Linked DNA regions of Urocitellus parryii: region 1 is linked to region 2. The links are chromatin contacts, called in public Hi-C maps. All regions are on one chromosome and are shown on one strand. The core of a region is the stretch at or near the end of the contact, and the rest is flanking DNA. Distances in the headings are between cores, read along the strand shown. Region 1 holds the start of Ifit5 (interferon induced protein with tetratricopeptide repeats 5). Region 2 holds the start of Ch25h (cholesterol 25-hydroxylase).

Region 1 (4,691 bases), core at 754-3,253, 240 kb after region 2:
GGGGGGGGGGGCAGGAATCACAATTGTGGGGTACTTCTGCCATCTAGTGGATGAACACAAGAATGCTGCTTAAAGAGCCTAGAATGTACTGGACAGCTTCCCACAACAAAGAATTATCCAGCCCAAATGTTACTAGTGCCAAGTTTGAGAAAGTCTGACTTCATCTACTTCTTGGAAGTTATTGACAGTCAGTGTTTATTCTGAAGGACTACTTTGGGAATCCCTATTATGTTTGTTTCCCAAGCAGGTTTTACAACAGTTGTGTTTAATTTTCTGTTCCCCTTTTCTCCAGTTGTTGTATTTTACATGTTGATAAACATAATGTTCAAAAGACAATGAATTATTGATTCTCTCAAGATTTGCTCAGTTCAACAGTCTGTTTAAAAAAGATTGGTATTCAAACTCCATGTAGTAATTTCAGCATGTTCAACACACTCCCTCAACAGCCAGGTCTTTTTTTTTCAGTCCTGAAAATGTAGTCCTTTAACACTTTTTACAGATGATTTGTGTTTTTCTAAACAATGTAAGTAGATATCCGAGAATTTTTCCCTTTGACTTTTTTTTAACCACTGATGTTAGTTATGGTCATTTAAACTTCTATAAACAAAAACTATTTCTTAGCCCATACACAGCTAAGAAAAGGGAAGGAGAAGAAGTAGGAACACATAAGGGGAAGAAAATGACGGGTGTATGGGAAAACTTTTCAAACATCAGAGCTTTATCAAACTTTTCTATAATCTTGGCAAGATGGAAATTCTGGGTTTATTTTTCAATGCAAAATAAATCTGTGAGTACATTTTCTAAAATTTGGTTTCAGACTTCAGGTAAGCAGTACTCTAACTTACAGGCCTACCACGCCCATGTTCTCTCCCACCTAATTTCTGACCACAAAGTTCATGTTTGCCAAGTATATTCCCCCCTGAGGGCCTTTGCACCTACCTTTTTATCTACCTGGAATGCTTTTCTCCAGTCTCATATCCACAGTGCTCACTCCTTCATCCCCTTCAGATCTTTGTGCAATGACCATCTTCTCAGTGAAACCTTCGATTACCCCCATATTTATAAAACAATCTACACCCCCAACCCTCTCTTTGCTCGACTCTTCCCCATAGTACCAGCATTTAATAGGTTTTGCTTATTGTCTTTATCACCCCACACCAGAAACGAACTCCATGAAGGTATGGGCCTCATCTGTTTTATTTATTGCTATGTTGACAGTACTTTGAACCAAGTCTGGCTCTTAGGAGTTGTTCAATAAAATCTGTTCAATGAACGAACATCTGAATCCAATGAGCACAGAAATCTTAATGTATGGAAATTTGACACTTTCTGCTTAGGTCCCCAATTCAACCCCCACCCCTTATCTTCATTGGGACCTTATTGCACAAAGCGCCGCAGCAAGGGCACAGAAGTATAACACTCATACAACTGTGCGTGGAAATGTACACCTCTTTGTAAAGCCTAAAATGTATATGCATTTTGACAACAAACTTTTCCTGTTTTAAATATACCAAGTAAGAACAGCGGTGTACAGCGCTGCAGTGTGGCTGGTGGTATCAAAAGACAGGACCGGAAGCAGAGACTTCAGATTCACTTAGATGGTAGAGAGCTGGAGAGAGCATCGTTACCACAATTGCAACAAAAATAACGCTGAACAACCTCCTGATGCTTTTGCTTAAAATAATGATAGACAAAAATTGGACAGTTAACCGAGAGGCACATGAAATGCAGCAGGTCAGAGGCCCTGCTGCAAACCCAACTCAGAACGACCCTGCGCTCAGCAAAGGTTTTGCCGCGGCTGGTCCGCGCTCGCGTTAAGTTTCGGTTTCTGGAGCCGGTCTCGGCGCCCAGGGGGATCAGATTCGGTTTCCAGTTTTCTTTTCCCGTTCGGGTCCAGCCTTGAACAAAGACCTGCGCGCGGCCGAGTCCCCGCGCTGCCCACGCCAGGCGGGAAGCGCGCGCACGCGCACTCGCCTCCGGTCCGCCCGCCGCGACAGCCGAGGCGCCGGGTGCTGTGGAGCGAGCCCGAGGGCACCGCCGCCCAGGACGGCCCGCAGAGCCCCGCCGCCATGAGGTAAGGGCTTCCCCGCCTAGCTTCTCTCAAGTGCTGCGTCCGCCTGGGTTGGAAACCGTTGTCGCTCTCGTGTTCGTTCCCAGGGCAGCGCTGGGGCCCTTCCAGGGGACGCGCCCCCCTCGCGGGGCAGCCGGGCGTCTGTGTTTGGGACGCTCCCCGGAGTCCCGTCCCGGCAGGCGGCGTCCGAAGTCCGGCGGGCCGCGGAGATGGCCAAAAGGACGCTGCCCGGGAGTCCCGACCTCCTCCCGCGGGCTCTGAAAGCGGCCCGGGCAGGGCGGAGGGCAGGGCGACGGTCCCCGGGAGCCCGTCCCTTGCCGGGGTCTGCGGTCGGGACCGTCGCGGAGGGTGGCCAGGAGACGCCGGTTTCCTCCCGCGCTCTTCTCAGCCGCCGCCGTTGAGGCGGTGCGGCGCCGGCGGCCGTCGCCCCCGCTCGTCAGCGCCCACAGAGCCCTCCTTTCCTGCCCGGGAAGCCCCCGGGGCCGTGCCAGGCGGCGGCTGCGTGGCGCTGGTCACCTTCCCAGGCCGCCTTCCAGCTGCCGTGCCCTCCGCGTGGCACTCGCGGTTTCGCCGCAGCCTCCAGGCGTCACGTTTGCTTCCACTACCTTTTGCCTTTCCGTTATCCGGCTCTTGAATGCTACCCTTTCTTGGCGCTATCCTGGTACCACGGACGGATTGTTCGTGTTCCATCCAATCCGTTGTCTAAAGCGCTACAAGTTTGTTTTAACTATAAACATTAGTGGCATCCAGCTCTGGGGTCTGTGGAAAGGGTTAATTGCTTAGCACATAATAGTTGCACAATAAATGTTAAGTGTTACCATAATTATTGTCGTTATAACAAGTTAGGAAAAAAAAAGTTTAAGTGCCTCACTTCTAACATTTGTAAGAAAGGAAGAGGTAATCAGAAAAGGGCTTGAAGAAACTACCAGGAAGGGCTGGGGTTGTGGCTCAGTGATAGAGGGCTCACCTACCATGCGTGAGGCGTGAGGCACTGGGTTCGATCCTCAGCACCACATAAAAATAAAATAAAGATCTTGTGTCCACCTGTAATTAAAAATAAATATTAAAAAGAAAGAAACAACTAGGAAAATGGTATGCATTGCATTTTGTGCGGGATGGACTGGAAGAGGGTTGGCCCCACTGTGGTCGATGTCTCCCAACGACAAAATTTACCTAAAGTCAAATTGGTTTATCAGGTCTCATAGCCTCTCTACCAGTTTTCCAGAATCAAAGTTAAAAAATTAACCAGAGGGTGGCACACGCCTGCAATCCCAGAGGATCAAGAGTTCAAAGCCAGCCTCAGCAAAAAGCAGCTGCTAAGCAAAATAGGGTTGGGGATGTGGCTCAGTGGTCAAGTGCCCCTGAGTTCAATGCCTGCATACCCCACACCCATAAAATTAACCAGATGAAGTTTGAACAGTAGAACTTCTCATGGTGTCCAATTGAGCATCAGTTCCCCACCATCTGAGCAAAGCACTTTAGTGTCTCAGTGTCCCTTTTGAGATCTCACAGCTGCATTCCTAATATCTCTTCCTTGGTGGGACTGATTGAGATCTTATGAACAAAGGCAAGTGTTTATTTGACTCTACGATGGGCAGAAGACTAGTAAGGCCACATTGTCATGAATTTGGTTGTGCTGTAAGGACATGGTGCATCTTGTCATGCTTTTAGTGTAATTACACCAGAGAAGGAACAATTTCCAAGGTGCAGTCTTTACAGGTTTCCCAGTCTGACTCTCTGGGTCAAATGCAGTAGTCCAAGATCTATTCTCAAACCCAAACATAGAGCTAGAAAGCAAGCAAGGATATAAAACAAGTGGGACAGAGACCACTGAAATGGGAGGAGTTTGGAGCCATCATTTGGAAGGGTGGAACTGGCAAGAATTCCCTCATTTGAACTTTAGGTGCTTTTTATGCTAAACTTGTGCTGGACACACTAGGAGCTGACAGTATATAAGTGGATTCATTCATTCAACAAATATTTATTGAGCTTCTGTTATGTGCCTGGTATACACAGAGGTGAAAAAAATAAAACAACACAAAGTACTTACTCTCAGGGGATTTATATTTTAATGGAAGAAATGGACAAACAGCTGATAAGTAAGTAAATAACATAATTCAAGATAAGGGCTATAAGGAAAATAAAACAATAGAATAGAGAGTGAACTAAATTGGAAGGGGCAATTTTTAGATAGCTCTGTCACAGGCAGCCTCTTGGGTAGGGAATATTTGTGCTGAGTTACAGAAAAGCTGGTCATGTGAAGATTTGGAAGCAGAACATATCAGGTATAATAAGAACAATAGGTGATAAAGCCCTGAAACTTCTGTGCCCAAGACTGGAAGAAGGTCAGTTCATCTAAAAAACAGTGAAAAGGGGGGAGAAGTAAGGAAGTAGGTTGGATAGATGGATAAGGCCAGCTCCTTTAGGGGCTTGTAGAACATAGCAAGGGCTATATTAATATCTAAGGGAAGCCCTTAGATTAAGGGAGATTAAAAATTGGGCTTATTTAAGCAGAAGAAACATAATTTAGTTTCCTGCCTTTTCAAAAGTTTATTGGTGCTGATTTAGAGAATGGATCATAGGGGGCCAAGAGTACAAACAGGCATAACAGATCTTTGCC
Region 2 (4,798 bases), core at 1,578-4,077:
TAAAGTACAAGCCAATATGAACTATTTATAATTACTATTAGGCTCTCAGACTATCTGGAAAAAAAATTGCTCATCCTCCAACTTCCCCAGTTCCACCTTACAAGGCATTGACCATTGAGCACAATTTTGAGAAACAATTTTGAGAAAGTTTTTCTAAATCCTAATACTTTCCATGCGTCCAATTTGCCTCAAATCTAAAGTTTCCTTATATGGTAAGGCAGCATGGCACATTTTTAAAAGTTCACTGAGAGTGACTTGTGACCAACTGTCATTTTCCAAGATTTATGGAGCAGCTTTTGGGTGTTCACAATAACTAGTTGCACCACATATTCCACTCCCGCCTGTTTCTTTCTCCATTCACAATGTACTATCTCCAGTGTAACATTTACCCCTCACTTCTCACTTCCTCTTTCCGCAGATTTCACTTTTCTAAATCATGGCATCTTTTAATTCAAGCATGGTCCTGAGGAGGAGGTAGCTTTGGTCAAGAAAACAAGGGAACACACTTGAGGAAACATGAGAATGTCAACAGAGAGGCCAGGTATATTCCAGCTGCACTCTGCCATTCATTTAGAAGATTTCTCAGGAATCTCATTGGCAGATTGTGGAAATCTGGTCTTTAGATGGTTTTTTTTAACCTTTATATACAATGGTTCAGTTCACATATAATGAGTCAAGAATTACATGAAAAGTTACCCTTCTTTATGGATTTCTGTTTAAATTATCTTTGTTTTTAACTTTACCTTTTATGAATTATAGTTCAAATTAACATTAAAATAATTAAGCAGCATCAAGATGGGTTGCTTGATTGGTGACAGGTATGTGACCAGAAACAGGGACATTTGTTAACACAAGTAATCTGCTAGAACATCTGGAACACCATCTCCTTTTTACAGATGAGAAACCAAAGATCTCAAGGATCTTTTTTTAAGACAGAGCTCTGGTTTTGCAGTCTGCCTTAATCTAATAAAAGGAAAATGCAAAAATTTCAGATTGCACAGGCAATGTTTTGATGATTATTATAGCAATGCACTAGCTAAGGATGGGTTCCTGAAAAGAAGGGCTTACTCAAAATCCCTTGTTGGATGGATCAGCTACTCTAATGAATGTAATACACTACCAATTTTGCAAAGAAAAGCACTCTTCTAATGCTGTAAGTCCTTCTACACACCCAACTTGAAATAAATCAATGATTGCCCAGTGTTAATTGCTCTGTAAAACTTTATAGAGTAATTGTATTGTTTGCCTGCTGTGCAGAAATTTCCTGGAAAATATTCAGAATGAGTGTTTTTCTTTCTGTGAAATATCTAGATCAAAACAGAGAGCCCCCTTCTCCTACTTCCTTCTTTCTTCTAACCCCCTTCCCCACAAAACAGCCCCCCACACCAGGTTCCTCTCTAATGCTCTGAAGCATTAGTCATCCCAGCTCTCCCTTCCCTGTTTAGTTATTTTTCATCAAAATGTCAGTGAAACAGAAGCCAGTACTTATTTGATTTACTTATTTCTTTCTCACTTTTTAAGCACAAATGACATTTCTTTCAATATAAATATACAATTCTATTAAAAATACAAAAAAGTATTATAATCTTAAGTCACTGTCCAGCAGGTACATGTTTATGAATAGAGTCATAATTTAGATACTCCATAAAGATGCAACTTTATCCCAATTCTAAGACACTTTTAAGCATAAGTCCTTGTTCCATAAACAAATCCTTTTAGAGATGCTTTAAATATGCCTGTGATAACTGTCTAAATTTATGTCAGCAATCAAGGTTATTGAAGTGAGCTAGAATTTGACACCAAGAATACAATTGTATTATATACATATATTATATAAATTACTTTGTCAGATTGCAAAAATACATCAGATTTTGTCTATAACAGTTTTCATCAGTTAATAAGTTAAGTCTTTTTTTTAAAAAAAAAATAGCTCAGGTATATTTCTTCTGATTCGAGTGTGAAATGCAGAGCAGTCACGGTTAGGACGGGCACCCACCACAGCCACAATTCCACCAAGCTGGCAGAGGTGCAGGGCGAAAGGTACCCAGTAATTTGTCCCAGTGTGTGAAGTAAGGGGCAAAGTTGCAATTGAACTGAGAGTGATGCAGATCGTGATGCGCCACACCTCCATACCACCCGAAAGGCACTAGTCTGTGAGTGGACCACGGAAAGTCGTAGCCTGAGTGGTCCTCCACTGACAGCCAGATGTTGACCACATGGAAGATGAGGACGGTGAGCGGGTGGCACTTAAGGAGCTTGATGTTCACCAAGTCAAAGAAGCCCAAGGAAAACAACTCCCAGACGCTCATGTACTGCGTGGCCAGAGCGAACGAGGACGAGTTCTGGTGGTGCACCTTGTGAAAGGTGCGGTACAGCCAGGGCACTCTGTGGTGCAGCACGTGCCACACAAAGAATTCAGCGTCGAAGAGCAACAGGCAGAACACGATGTGGCTCACTAGCTCAAGCAGCTGGGGGGCTTCGGGTGGCAGGAGCTTGGGGCTGTGGGCCCAGTGTAGCAGCGTTAAGGGGAACACGAACACCACGTGCTGGTAGAGAGTCTGTCGCAGGCAGGGCAACAATTGCCGGGCTGACGGCGAAAAATCGGGATGAATCTTGTAGCGGCGCAGAGATGGAACCCAGGGGTTCAGGACGTCCAGCACCACGAAGGGGAGGCAGAAGCCCACATAGGTGATGACTGAGAAGAGGACCGGGAAGAAGGGCGACTGGATGAGGACCTCCCAGGTCTTCAGGCGGTCCCAGAGGGGCTGCAGGAATAGCTGGCTGGAGCTGCAAAGCACCTGGAGTTCGGAGTTGTTGTAGCAGCTCATGATGAAGCTGTGCCTGGCAGCTGCAGCCGCGCGACTTTTCTTAAGACTGGCGGCCCCGCCCTCAGTGATGTCAGCAGCCTTTTCACTTCTTTTCCAGGCTGCACGGAACTTGAATAAAGAACCCGCAGAGATGCTTAGTTGCTACAAATACACCCAAGCACAGCTGCCTCTAATGGCTTTTATACATGCATGTAAATCAGAAACTTTTAATATGCATGAAGAATTGTGTTCTCATTCATTTTTTTTTCAATTGGCATGCAACTTACACTCAACATAATGTACAAATCTAATCTACAGCGTTGAGTTTCCATGAATTTTTGGCCACTCAACTTGTATTTTTAATGCATATATAAAACTGCATATATGTTTCCATCAAGACGCAAGCATAACTTCATTTTAAAAGAAAAAGGAAAAAGGAAACTTAAGAGTCGTACCTTGCGCCGTCCGAGTCTTCTGTGTGCTCGCTCTATAACGGTCTACACAGCAGCGAAAGGCAAAAGAATTGCTATGTAGAGGGGACCTCGAATTCTTGGCTGTTCGCGGGTAACTGACGCTGGATATCATATAGGACACGTGGAGGGATGGGAAATTCCGTTGATTCCAGCGACTCCCGAAAGGAACTTTCCCTCCCGGCTCAACCCACCGTATGTATGCAGACTTGCCGGGAAGATTCTGAGCTCGCAAGTGCAGACACTCGTGGGGCCGCGTCCAGCGCATCCAAGACCAGGGACCGGGAGCAGGAAGCACAGCAGTCTAGAGCGAGGGCTGCGACTGCAAGCCTTCACTTGCGTTGGGAGGCGCGGGAGCAGGCGGTGGGGGGGGTGCTTGGTTTAACACCCAGAGCCTGCACAGATCGGGCTAAGATGCCATTGCATCTCAGTATGGGGCAGAAGTTATTGAAAAAGCGAACCACCTACTTTGATTTGCAAGGGAATTCTTTGCGAGATCCTGAAGCTTCCCGGGAAGGCTGCGGAAAGTACAGAGGATCCCTTACCTCCCCTGCTCTTCCATTGGCTGGATCCTCTGCACCAACTTTTCCGCAGCCCCGCATCTCCCTTCTCCAAATCACTCCGCGCCCAGAAAGCAAACTACCGATTCGTCTCTATCCCGTGGGTTTCTCAGCCACCAACTGGAGTCTCAGGGCCAGGAACTGAGCAGGAGGTCGGTACTAGGAGAGTTCTGGAGAGACTCTGGGAACAGTATAGAAACCAACCTTCGCGTTTAATTTAGGTGACTTACTCCAGACACAAGGGACCCCTAGTGGATAGAACTTTTGGACAAAAACCACTCCCCATTCCAGTTTTTCCTTCTTTTATCAATGTGTTTGGGGCCGAAGCTTGCATTTTCTTATCCGCCCGAAAGGGAAATAATAATAGCTGTCATCTTTGCAGCCTATTGTGAGTGTTTAATGGAAAAATAATAATGTCTACCATGTAACGTTTGCCTACTAGATGCTTGACATTGGCTAAGTGTTTTACTAGAAATGAGTTCATTCAATCCTCACGAGCTGGGCTCCCCCTCTTCCAAGAAGTAGGCAATATTATTTTTGTGGGTTTATAGCAGCAAAACCACAGCGCTAACATACAGTAAACACACAAAATAAGACACATATTAAATTTGTACTCTACATTTTACCTAAAGAATAATTGAGATGTTTGAAATTAAAATCAAGTAAGATTACAAAAAGAGAAATAAATATATATAAAGCCATTTGTTATGAGCAAATAATAAGTGGTATGAACATATAGACCAACAAACGAGCCTTAGATCTATAATATAGACAATTTATATATACATATGACAAAGAATAGGCCTTTTAATATATTTTTGTACAGAGGACATATATATTTATAATAGATCAATTCATAATTCAAAACCTTTCAAGAAGCACATATCTCAGAAATTCTACTGATGGAATATGGTGGTCCTTAGATACCCATTCTCTAGAGCCCCTAGACAGTAGACTCTGA

The links. A called contact is a pair of places that touch in the nucleus more often than the background predicts.
Region 1: a Hi-C map of liver shows a contact between it and region 2, with 8 times the contacts expected there. The contact joins the promoter of Ifit5 here to the promoter of Ch25h in region 2. A contact is called at or near these places in 2 of 2 Hi-C or Micro-C datasets (liver and muscle).

The regions. Positions count from the first base shown.
Region 1 is chr5:174,144,998-174,149,688 of mUroPar1.hap1, forward strand. Ifit5 (interferon induced protein with tetratricopeptide repeats 5) reads left to right here and starts at 2,004. Exons shown (of 2, transcript XM_026415229.2): 1 at 2,004-2,074. The coding sequence starts at 2,070.
Region 2 is chr5:173,903,895-173,908,692 of mUroPar1.hap1, forward strand. Ch25h (cholesterol 25-hydroxylase) reads right to left here and starts at 2,828. Exons shown (of 1, transcript XM_026397008.2): 1 at 1,980-2,828. The coding sequence starts at 2,828. The coding sequence ends at 1,980.